Linked DNA regions of Sus scrofa: region 2 is linked to region 1. Evidence: chromatin contacts called from public Hi-C data. All regions are on one chromosome and are shown on one strand. The core of a region is the stretch at or near the end of the contact, and the rest is flanking DNA. Distances in the headings are between cores, read along the strand shown. Region 1 holds the start of VPS4B (vacuolar protein sorting-associated protein 4B). Region 2 holds the start of BCL2 (apoptosis regulator Bcl-2).

Region 1 (6,590 bases), core at 2,362-4,861:
TAAACCTCTCCCTTAGTTATGGCTAACTAGGTAAGCATTTAGTTCTGTAAGACACACCTGACACAGCCTCTCCCTTTGGCTGTCAAGGCACCATCCTATCCAGGTTTTACTTTTGGCTCTGTCATGATTCTTTTTCAGGCTCCCTTTTCTCTCTCCTTATAGGCTGACATTCCACTGGGTTTTTACCTTGCTCTTTGTTTTTCCTCATTTTATAAACTCTCCACGATGCCCACACTTCTGTTACAGTCTGTGTGCTAATAACTCCGATATCATCATCTCCAGTCCAGCCTGAGTCCTACATATACCTACTCAACTGCAAAAAGGACATTTCTGCTTGATTGTCCCCACAAGCATATCAAACCCAAAAAGTTCAGGATCACCCTGGCCCCAAATATGCCCCCTCTTCTTGTAATCCCAGAATCAATTCTCACCCACTAACTCAATCAAGGAAGCTGGGAGAAAACTCCTCCTGCTCCTCTCTCACTTTCTAAACACAGATCCAGGCCTAACTATTCTTCCTCTTCAATTTGTCTCTGATTGATCCTTTTTTTCCCTTTTGCAGCACTCACAGCATACAGAAGTTCCCTGGCCAGGGATGGAACCCACATCACAGCAGTAATGAGAGCTATCGCAGTGACAACACCAGATCTTTAAAGTGCTGAGCCACCGGGGAACTCCTGATCAATTCTTTATTCTAATAGGTACTGTGCTACTTTGGCCCTCACCATCTCCCATCACACAGAATCCTGCCTCCTTGCTGGTTTCCCTGCTTCCACGCTTGCTTTACCTGTCAACCTGTCCCCTGTACACACATGATGGTTTTGGTCTCAAACAAAAACCTGAGCTCACTGCCTTCTGACGCCCCATCTACAGCAGAACGGGGACCAATCATCTTTGTATGGCACGCACCACTCCTCATGATGTGACCTACCTATGCTGAACCTCGTACCTGACACACACTGTTTCTGTCACACCAAACTACTGGGACAATTTGGATAGCTCAGACTTCATGCCTTTGTCTATCGAGGGCTCTCCACCTGAAATACCCTATCCCCGTCTCCCTGTAAAACTCCAGCTTCTCCAAGACTTAGCACAGTCATGGTTCTCCAGCTGCAAAGCCCTCCCCCCATCCCTGGCAGCCTAACCTTTGCTTCCTCCAAATTTCCACTTAGCAAAATGCATGGCATAGTAGACACTCAAAACATATTCAGGACTGAGTAAACTTTGAATTGTAGGCATACTGCATTCATTGCAATTTCTCTCAACCCTTTCAAGGTTTATTACACTTCTAGACTGAGGCATTTGCTGTTTTTCTCTGCCTGGAATGCATTCTACTTTCTTGTCTAAGAAGGTGTGACTTTATAGTGAAAAAACCACACACTTATAAGCAGACGGACCTGGATTCGAAATTATCTTCAACACCAATTAACTGTATGTCTTCATGTAAATCATAACCTTAATAAGCCTTGGTGTATTATATTGTGAAAGTGGAATAATAATCACAATGAAGAGTTGTTTTGAGGACTAAATGAGATCACATCAAACACTGGGCAGACAATTAGTGTCAGTACCTTTCACTTTAAGCTCACATCACCTCCTCTGTGGAACATTTCTCACTTATCCCTGAAGAGTTACACAAGCCTTGGTCGGTGAGAAAGTTATTATCTGAATATTCTTCATCCAAATTTCCTACATTAGAAGGCTGAAAAGGTTGAATGAGAAAGCCCACTTGTGACCCAACAACTGATAAAATTATAACTCATTATAGCTCCCTGTTTAACACTAGCAACTATGCCTTTAACATGGGTCTATCTTGAGCTGATTCGCTGAAGAACATCTACAGTCCAATTCAAATATGATACAACTGATTATAGAACGAAACTGCAAATCTAGCAAAAAAAAAAAATGAGTAAAGAGATGAAAATTGCATTGCAGAATGCCCAAATCACACGCAGTCTTGACAAATGAAAAGATGGTGGATTATGTATAAAATAGATGAGCAACAAGGATATATTGTATATAGCACAGGAAATTACAGCCATTATCTTATAATAACTTTTAATGGAGTGTAATCTGTAAAAATACTGAATTACTATGCCGAACACCTGAAACTAATATGACATTGTAAATAAACTATACTTCAAAAGAAAAAGTTTTTTTTTTTTTTTAAAAAGATGATGGAATGAAACTATGCAGTTAACTGTTCACAAACCAGTAAGGATAAAGGCAAGATGGGCACTTCAAAAGACATAAAACATTTTTATAATATTTTTGGTCGATTTTCAAGATAAAAGTCCCAAACAAGCACCCCAACCCTCTTTTTGGTGACTGTCTCAAAAATTTCTCATCTGGGAGTTCTCCTGCTGGCTCAGCGGAAACGAATCCAGCTAGTATCCACAAAAATCAGGGTTCGATGCCTGCCTCGCTCAGTGGGTAGGGCATCCGGCGCTGTGGTGAGCTGTGGTGTAGGTCGCAAACACGGCTTGGATCCGGTGTTGCTGTGGCATAGGCGCGCAGCTGTAGCTCCGATTCCACCCCTAGCCTGGGAACGTCTATATGTCGCGCGTGCGGCCCTAAAAAGCAACAACGACAACAACAAAATTCTCATCTCAGTGAACCCCATTCCACAGAGATCTAACAAGTCTAAAATCTTAAAATTACAGGATTTATTTACCAAACACGGAGCTCACTATGGTAGGGATGGGAAGGTGAAGTCACAAAAGAGTTTAAGAATATTCTCTGATCTTATATACTACATTTTGGGAGCTGTGAGTGCACATGAATGCGGAACTCAATGAATTCACCGATTCCTCTAAATTCGAGCCTGTTTGCACGTTTCTATTCACCTGACAGCTCTCGAAAAGAAAGGTTTTCCTATACAAACTTGAGAAACTAGGAGAGAAGTCGGACCACCCTACTTTCAACTAATCCAGAGCAGTCGGTGCTTTGGATACATTACAATCTTTCCTTTCTCCCTTACACTGATTGGAGCTTCTGCGCCTCTCGTTCAAATCTGTGCCCAGTTCAGTTTAAACTCGGCTGGCTTTCAAAGGAAAAAAAAAAAGCCACTTCGCCCCCCCCCCAAACAAAAAAAAAAACTTAATGAAAATCAAGACTCCCACAAAATCACTGGGCTTGGGAGACCCCGGAAGCTGGCAGAAAGGGCCTGACCTGCCCACCTGCCGCCCGACGCCGGCACAGCCCTCCTCCGTCAGGCCAGAGGGGCGCGGCCGCTTCCTCTCTCCTCCTTGCCCCCTAACTTCACCCCACACCCTACGCCCCGCGCCCCCCTCGGCTTTGGCTCTCCAGGGGGAGGGAGAAAAGTGATACCTGGAGGTTGGGCGAGGTGGATGCCATGGCGGAAAGGCGATTCCCCGAAGAGGAAGGGAGGCAGAAGACAACAGCAGCAACGCCGAGTCAGGCCCGGAGTTACCCCTAAACGTGCGTAGGCTGGCTGCTCTCAAACCCCCAACAGCGGCCTCCTTTCCGCAACTTATTTGAAAACAGCACCGCGATCTCAAAGCCGCCCGACCCTCCTTACAAAACTTCCGCAATCCTGAACTCCCACCTCCGGCCTTAGAACTTCCGCTTTCGTCATCAACATGCGCACCACCCTGTCCCGAGCCATCCGGGTCTTGCCTCAGTCCCAGGCCTCGCGAGACCGGGAGAGAGGTCCCTGAAGCCTACCCGAGGCCTGGCGGAAGTCAGCCAGCGCGCAGACGCACTGAGACTCCGGCCTGGGGCTGAGGGGCTCTCTGGGGGCTGAGAATCCTTCGGTGTTCTTCCTTTTCCTGATGTCTAATGCTGTTATTAGCTCTGGCTCCTTTCACTCCAGGTCATGGAGCGCGCTCTGTCGGGCTGTGGATGCTGTATGAAAAAAGTGATCCAGTCTTGGTTGGGGACTTTGGGCCCCTTAACACTTACTCTTATGTAAAATGGGGGGAATTACAGTGCCTAACTCCGGGTTGTGAAGAATGCTGGCGCTGCATGGTTAGGCGCATTGCACAGGGATAAGCGAGCGGGAAGGTCTGAGTATGCGTTGGAACTTGTTACTGCTCACGCTTTACAGTTTATCCAACGAACATTTCCCCAACGGTCATTGTCAAGGCTCTAGGAGGCCCGGAGAACTTTAGTAAAAGTTATGTATGGCTGCTGTCTTCAAAGGCATTATGGTAGTCCAATGGGGATGCAGGCTGCTGCACCCAACTCTTATCAGATATTACTTATTCCAGTTATTGTTACAAGGAAAGTTAATGGCCTGAGAGGTTAAGTGCTTTATATGTGATCACAGAAGTCGGGGATTATTGGCAGAACTAAAGACCCTTTTTTCTGTTGTTTGCAGCCACAGTCCTGTTTTTCTTCATCCTTTCTTAGTTTAGCTTCCTAATCCTTTCTAATCACCTGGCGTCTCCTAAATGAAGTACTTCCCTCCCCCACCCCCTTTTTTGACCTCCCTGGTGGCAGGAACCTGAGCTGCAGCAGTGACTAGGCTGAATCCTCACTGCTAGGCCACCAGGGAACCCCCCTCCTGCTTTTTATTGGTATTGTCACTACCCGGTTATTGAAATCTCTTCTGCATAGTGTCCTAGTGTCCTTTCTCTATCCTCTTCACTTTCTACCATTCTTAATTCCTAAGGGTAGAATTTCCTCAAGAGTGCGGCATCCTCTTTCATACTACTCAATCTCTGCTCCTCTTACCGTTTCCTGGGCTCCAGATAACAACAGGATAGAAATGGCTTCCAATGTCAATCTCCAGGCCAGGGTGTGTTCTGCCCAGTATTTAACAGTTCACTCCCAGAGATCTCCAAAAACTGTATAGTTTCCCCACAAGACAAATTCAACACATTGAAAGCCAAATTAATTATACCTCATACTTCCTTCTCTGTCTTGCCTTCTCAGAAGGATATCACCAAATCTCTGTCATCCAGGTTCAAAGATAAAGCCCTCTGCCTGCATCTACCAATGCTTCTTCTCACTCCTCTGTCCCCTTTCAGTTACTGGTAAAATAATGTAAGGACTCCAGCCCTTAGAATGTGAGCACATTGTAGACACTAAATGAAAGTTAAACTATTAAACTGAGCTGCTTAAAATAACTCTCTGGTTCCTTAGTGACTTTTAGACTTGCTTTTGCCTGAAGGTACAACCAGACTCCAATTTACCTTTCAATTCAATCTCTAAAGTTTTACTGAACACCCACTAAACAAAAGTCCACTAGGTATTAGGAAACTTTGAAGATGAATAAGATATGGTCCTTGCCATTTAGGAGTTTACAATTTAGTGGGAGAAATAGACATGTAATGATGAAAAGAGAATTCATTGAGTTATTTATTGAGTAATACCATATGCCAGGGTACTTTAGATGCTGGATATGAACCAAATAATCAAACATTCCTCTTTTATCACCAATACAGAAATAAATCATGTTGATATCATGTACCCTGCCCTCAAATATGCAATGAGAAGAGTATCATCTGTGGTATTTTAGAAAGTTCTTAACCTACATTTCATCATGAGAAAATGCCATAAAAACACAAATTGAGTGTTTTTTTAAAAAATAAATAAATAAATAAAACTTCTACAAAATGCCTAACCAGAATTTTTAAAAAATGTCAAAGAGTTCCTGTGCGGCTCATCATGTAAAGGATCCAGCATTGTCACTGCAGTGGCTGAGGTCACTGTTGTGGCACAGGTTCAGTCCCTGGCCCGGGAACTTACACCTACTCCAGGTGCAGCCAAAAAACAAAACAAAACAAAACCCTCAAACCAAAAAATTTCAAACTCATGAAAAACAAGAAAAGACTGAAAATCTTATCACCAACTGCAAGATACTCAAGAGGCTGACAACTAAATGCAATATGGGATCTTGGACAGCATCCGGGAACAGAAAAAGAGTGGAAAATTGATGAAATCTGAATAAAGTCTGTATTTTAGCTAATAGTATTATACTGATGCCGATTTCTTAGTTTTGATAAATATGCCATGGTTATTTAAGATTTTGGCAGTAGGGGATGTTCAGTGGGAAGTATATAGGAATTCTTGACATTCTCCCTGTGGCCCAACAGGATCGGCAGCATCTTCAGAGTGCTGGGACACTGGTTCGATCCCCAGCTGGCACAGCAGGTTAAGGATCTGGCATTGCTACAGCTGCAGCATAGGTCACAATTGCAGCTCAAATCTGCTCCCTGGCAGAGGAACTCCATTTGTGGTGGGGCAGCCAAACAAGAAAAAAAGAGTATACAAGAATTCTTTATGTCTTTGCAACTCTTGTAAATATTATTTTAAAATAAAACATTTCTTTAAAAATCATAGCCTTTTGTTGTTCTTATTTCCTCTCTTCTAATGCATAGGGTTCTAACACAACATTCTTGGCTAATGAACAGAATGTTTGTGTCTTTATAGCCAGTGTCCCTAGTAATGGCAGAAATCTTTTCTCTTCAATGGAATGTGAGCAATAGGTTTAAAATTTAAAATAAAAACTTTAAGTATAAAAAAATTCCTGTTCTTTGGGAGCTTACCTTCTAGTAGAACAGAAACTTTTTACCTTATACATGCATAAAATAAATAGGATATATATATGTGTGTGTGTGTGT
Region 2 (6,322 bases), core at 581-3,080, 100 kb before region 1:
CGGTTGACGCTCTCCACACACATGACCCCACCGAACTCAAAGAAGGCCACAATCCTCCCCCAGTTCACCCCATCCCTGAAGAGCTCCTCCACCACCGTGGCAAAGCGTCCCCTCGCGGTGAAGGGAGTCAGGTGCAGCTGGCTGGACATCTCGGCAAAGTCGCGGCGGTAGCGACGAGAGAAGTCATCGCCGGCCTGGCGCAGGGTCAGGTGGACCACAGGTGGCACCGGGCTGAGTACAGGCCCCGCGGCGGCGGCGGCGGCGGCGGTGGCGGCGGGGGCGGTCGGGGTCGGCGGCGGCGAGGTCCTGGCGGGAGCGGGGGTTCGCCCGGGCTGGGAGGAGAAGATGCCCGGTGCGGGAGCGGCCCCCGGGGACGCGGCGCCCGCGTCTCCGGCATCCCACTCGTAGCCCCTCTGCGACAGCTTATAGTGGATGTACTTCATCACTATTTCCCGGTTATCATACCCTGTTCTCCCAGCGTGCGCCATCCTTTCCCAGAGGAAAAGCAGCCGGGTACCAACAGCACCTCTCGCCCCCGCTTCCCACCCCACGGCCCCGAAAGAGAGAATAGTTATAATCCAGCTATTTTATTGGATGTGCTTTGCATTCTTGGTTGAGGGGGTGTCTTCAGTCACGCGGAACACTTGATTCTGGTGTTTCCCTCTTGGCATGAGATGCAGGAAATTTTTATTTAAATTCCTTTCGGATCTTTAGTTCATGAGGCACATTATTAATTATTGTTAATATCAGTCTACTTCCCCCGTGATGCTGAAAGGTTAAAAAAACTAATCAGTCAAAATCAGGTGCATTTCCCTTTATACACTGGGTGAAAGCAGGGCTTAACACACTACAAGTTACACAGCTGAAAAGAATGTATTAAACTGCCTGGAAATTAAACTTACTCGAATGCACTTAAAAGTTAAAATCTCAAATGTTTCCATTGAAAGTTACATTAAGCCAATTTTCTGTGCAAAGAACTTACTTGTATTTTTTAAGGACAGCATGATCCTCTGTCAAGTTTCCTTTTTGTGAAAACAAAACAAATGCATAAGGCAAAGATTCCATCAATCTTCAGAACTCTCCAGTTATAGCTGCTTTGAAACTTCCAAATGAATCAGGAGCTGGGGGAGGAGGTGTAAAAATTAGGAGAATTTCCAGTTTGATTCCCAGACTTCTCCTTTACAGAAATGTCAATCCGTAGGAATCCCAACCAGAGATCTCAAGAGCACGAGAAAAGAAAGGCAGCGGCGGCGGCAGATGAATTACAATTTTCAGTCCGGGATTTGCAGAAGTCCTGTGATTTTTCCCCTCTCGGCAATTTACACACGCACACACACGCGCGGGCACGGACATGGATTTCTATCCGCGGGGCCGCTTCACGCCTCCACGGGAGAGAGACAGGGACCGGGGGCCGGTGGACGAGCCGGGGACGGGGACAGGAATCCTCTTCTGATTAAACTCCGAACGGCAAATGCATTTTCCGAAAAGCTGCTTGATAAATGAAGGCTGGACGCACCCGGCCCGCCGGTGCCGAGCGCGAGAAGCCCGCGCTGTGTGTGGTGCGGCGAGGGGTGGGGAGAAGGAGGTGGTGGGGGAGGGTTTTATTTTTTCCCTCTTTTCCTAAAAAGGATGACTGCTACGAAGTTCTCCCCCCTGGACCCCCTCTTCCGCTGCACCCCACCGGCGCACCCCGCCTCCGGGCTGCGCACCCTTTCTCCTCCTCCTGCTCCTGCGCGGCAGAGCTGGCTGCGCCCGCCTCCCCCGCGCTCCCGCTCAGGGCGATGACGGCCGCGCCGGCGGGGAGGGCTCGGCTCCCGGCACCTTCGCTGGCAGCGGCGGCGGCGGCGGCGGCGGCGGCAGCGGCGGCGGCTCGGCGGGGAAACCGAGCTTGGCGGGCGGGAGCCCGGCGGGCGGGGGCCAGCGCAGGGAGGAAGGGGGCGGGCGCGGGGCCGGGGGGGCTGGCCTCTTACTTCATTCTCCTCTAACCGACTGGTTTCCTGTATGTACGTCACACTGTTCATTCAAAAAAAGAAGAAAGAAAGAGCCCTCCTCGGAGCCGCCCCACCGCCCCCTCCGCCCCCTCCGCCCCGCTCCCCTTCCCTGGGTTAAAGGAGCCGCGGCCGGCTCTGGAGCGGCGCGCCCCGCGGGGACACATGGCGCGCAGGGCCGCGGCCGGGGAGGGCGAGCCCGGGACAGCCCCCGCCCGCCCGCTCGCTCAGCCTGCCCGCTGGGCCCAGCCGGTGGGTGGCGCGGGCGGCGCAGGCCTCCCGCGCGGCCGCGGCGCGGTGGGTGTGCGCGGGGCCTCTTCGGGCCTTCGGAGGGCCCGGCGAGCGGCCAGGGCCGCCGGGGGAACCGCACGCGGCCGGATGGGTGGCTGCTAGGGGACGGGGGTGGGCGCCAAGAAAACAAGCGCCAGTAATCACTTCGGCCCTAACCGCGCGCGCGCTCCCGTGTGTGTGTGTGTGTGTGTGTGTGTGTGTGTGTGTACACACAAGCCCTTGTGTGTGTGTACACACAGCAGCCCCTGTGTGTGTACACACCAGCGCTTGGCAGATGCTGACCGAAGCAAAGAGACCTCAGCGCTGCCCTCCGAACGGAGGCGACGCTGCTGCACATTCATCAGCGAGGGAAGCCCCAAGCGTGTGTTTACTTTCAAGTTGCTTCCTAGGTGTCCACGCAGAGAATACACTTCGGTGACACCATCCATGACCAAAGCCAGACATAGCTCTCAGTGGCCCGGCAGAGGGATTAGTGGGGTATATACCAAGGGCTTTCAAGTGGTTAAGTCAATGTTTTTCCTCTACTAACAGTCTGGGCACTGGGTTAGGGGCTGCCCGCCACGCTACCGTGGGAGGCTACAGGGCTACCTTAAGGCCCCAAGCCCCCAAACCAGGGTAAGTGGGTCCACGGCCACCTAGCAGCCAATCTAGATAGCTGCACCTTCTCGAGTTATTTATACACAAACACAGACTCGCACACGCACTATATACACATTTTTTTTTATTCACAAGCATGAACAGCCCCCAGGAGAAAGGCACAAAGAGCAAACAAGTGGCATGTGTTTATTTTTATCTCTAAGAGTCTTTGACAAATAAAGCACCAAGAAAAATTTACAAATAGCAGGGTAGCTTACCTAATAGAACTCAAGAACAAACATATAGGGATACTGGATTGTTGTGATCATAGAAACATGACACGTGAGTACTGCCACAAGTACAAATATGTTCTCACACTACCTTTATTTTGTCTCATTCCTAATCTAAAATCAAAGCATTCATTCTTTGGCAAAATAAGCACAGCAAATTATTTTCCTTTCTTCACCCATCAAAGCCAATCAGCTAACAATGCCAAGCCTCTTGCATATAGGAATGGATGTCTGGTACAAATGTCTTATCCTGGCAAGAGAGAATGAATGAAGATGGTACTTCCTGCCTCCCAACTGTGACAGTGTCGCCTTTTATCCATGGCAGCGGCGTGGAGGTATGCTGTCCTGGAGAGAGACACTGGGTATCGATTGATCTGGGCTCTCTGTTCACATAAAGAGCAGAAACCTGTGCTAATGCCACACATCACGGTTTAGGAATCATGAGAGAACCTTGTTTGAGAACCTTGTCAAACCCTCAAGATTACTTAAGGGGAACTGAAAGCCTTAGTGCTTCTGAGACCCAGCATGTGAGTAAGGAAATGAAAGGCCAGAGCTGGAAAAGAGATTGTACTTCTACAGAGCGGGCAACCGGAAGGAAACAGATACCCTATTCCCAGAGAAAGAAAAGCTTCCTTTTTTTTCTTTTACTTTAGAACCTCACTTTACAGATTCTTCCACATTTATGTAGCATCTTGACCATAATCAAACACTCTTAGGACAGGTCTGCATTAGTTCTTGACCAAAGCAGTACTGTACGTTCCCGAGGAATGTTCTGGATACTTTCAATCAAAAGAATGAAACCCTTCCTCCATTCATGTTTATTAGATTCCACCTAAAGGGTAAGACAAGTACTCCCTGGAAGAGTGGAATTAACTGGTTGTTTCTGGGTATTGTTCAGCTAGTGGAGGGAGCACTGGTCTGAGTCAGGAGTCCTAAGTGTGAATTTAGAGACCTTCCAATGATGTTCCAAATGTAGGCACTGTGGGCTTTTCACTTCTCAAGATATGTCCCACCTTTAAAAGCCAATGGATGGTCCTTTTCCTAGCTTCACCTGGCTGGGTTCTAGCAGTAGGGTAGCACCAGGAGGAGAAAAGAACAAAACGGAGGGAATGGAGATTGTGTCAAGAGTCTAAAAGGCCTGTGTTTTCCCTTCTTTATTCTCAAATCTGCCAAACAAAAGCTTTTTATTGCCAGTTTTCGCCACCTACTGGTTGATATTTAACAGCATCCTTCAGAAAGTTCTCTTCATCCATCACCAATGTAAATGTTCCTAAAGTTTATGAAATTCAAAAAGGACATTATTCTAATCTAAACATACTAATATTTCATACAGGTATATATCAAATCTTCCCAACTATTAAAATTTTTATTTAAAACGAGGATAGAAAGACACTGTTGAAAAGGGAATTGACAGCTAATAAGATGAAAGAGTTAAAAATATAAAACATGAACCCAAACCATTTAGGCATACTGAAGTGCAAATAAATCTGTAAACAAAGGGAACTGACTAGTAAGAGTAAAAACAAGCAGAGAGGCTGCATAAAAGAAAAAATGAACTGCTTAAAAATATAACATCTCACAGGATGGAATAAGCAATCCAAAACACTAATTTCCAATTTTAAGTATCTCCTACATTATTATTTCCAACTTTTTTGAAATAAAATTGACATAAATATCTTATATGCTATAAGCTCTTAATACTAAATGATTCAGTGGAACAGGATAGATTTAAGATGATTTGCATACTTTGTTGACAAAACATTATATAATAATGTTATTATATACTAATTCCCTATTAGTAATAGTTACTAACACTAGTACTATTCCTGATTAATTTATTTCCAGAGCCCATCTTCTGTAAGAGTGATCACATCTAAATCATCCACTGTGTGCTCTCAAACCATCCTTGTCCTCATCAGAAAACTTTTGCCAATTTATTTATTTATTTATTTATTTATTTATTTATTTTTTGTCTTTTTGCCTTTTTCTAGGGCCACTTCCCGTGGCACATGGAGGTTCCCAGGCTAGGGGTCCAATCAGAGCTGTAGCCACTGGCCTACGTCAGAGCCACGGCAACGCCAGATTCGAGCCGTGTCTGTGACCTACACCCCATCTCATGGCAATGCCGGATCCTTAACCCACTGAGCAAGGCCAGAGATTGAACCCACAACCTCATGGTTCCCAGTGGGATTCGTTAACCACTGAGCCATGACGGGAACTCCTCTTTTGCCCAATCTAAACCAACAAACCTTAGTTTAACTGAGAAACACACCTGGCTAATTTTTGGTGGGTCCTAAACCTCAAAAAATGTTTGGTATAATTAAGCAACAACTTTTGAAACCAGGCAATAAAGTACAGATAAATCATTGTGTTGTGCAAGTTTAAAGGCCAGCAAATGTTTGCTTTTGGTTTATAGAGGAAAGCAGAAAAAATCTACTCATGGCAATTTTTTTTCCTTTTAAATTAATGACTTGGCATTTAAAGTGAATAAACTGACAAAAGACCCAGAGTAGCCAAAGCCATCCCGAGAAAGAAAAGTGGAGCTGGAGGAATCAGGCTCCCTGACTTTAGACTATACTACAAAGCTAGAGTCATCGAAACCATATGTTACTGGCACAAAGACAGAAATATAGATCAGTGGAACAGGATAGAAAGCCCAGAATTCAACCCACGCAACTACAGCCACCTCATCAATGACAAAGGAGGCAAGAATATACAATGGAGAAGAGATAGCCCCTTCAATAAGCGATGCTGGGAAAACTGGACAGCCACATGTAAAAGAATGAAATTAGAACACTTCCTAACACCACACACAAAAATAAACTAAAAATGGATTAAAGACCTAGATATAAGACCAGATACTATAAAACTCTTAGAGGAAAACATAGGCCAAACACTCTCCGACATAAACGACAGCAATATCTTCTCAGATCCACCTCCTGGAGTAATGACAATAAAAACGAAAATAAACAAATGGGACTTAATTAAACTTAAAAAGTTTCTGCACAGCAAAGGAAACCCTGAACAAAACAAAAAGACAACCCATAGAATGGGAGAAAATATTTGCAAATGAAGTGACTGACAAGAGATTAATCGCCAAGATTTATAAACACCTTCTGCAGTTCAATACTAAAAAAACAACCGCATCAAATAGTGGGCAGAAGATCTAAACAGGCA

What was found. A called contact is a pair of places that touch in the nucleus more often than the background predicts.
Region 2: a contact with region 1 is called in a Hi-C map of retroperitoneal adipose tissue, with 1.7 times the contacts expected there. The contact joins the promoter of BCL2 here to the promoter of VPS4B in region 1. A contact is called at or near these places in 3 of 47 Hi-C or Micro-C datasets (embryonic fibroblasts, heart right ventricle and retroperitoneal adipose tissue) and 1 of 2 datasets of contacts at active chromatin or transcription factors (alveolar macrophages).

The regions. Positions count from the first base shown.
Region 1 is chr1:158,230,060-158,236,649 of Sscrofa11.1, reverse strand. VPS4B (vacuolar protein sorting-associated protein 4B) reads right to left here and starts at 3,611. Exons shown (of 11, transcript XM_003121699.5): 1 at 3,331-3,611. The coding sequence starts at 3,357.
Region 2 is chr1:158,332,911-158,339,232 of Sscrofa11.1, reverse strand. BCL2 (apoptosis regulator Bcl-2) reads right to left here and starts at 1,830. Exons shown (of 2, transcript XM_021099593.1): 1 at 1-1,830. The coding sequence starts at 488.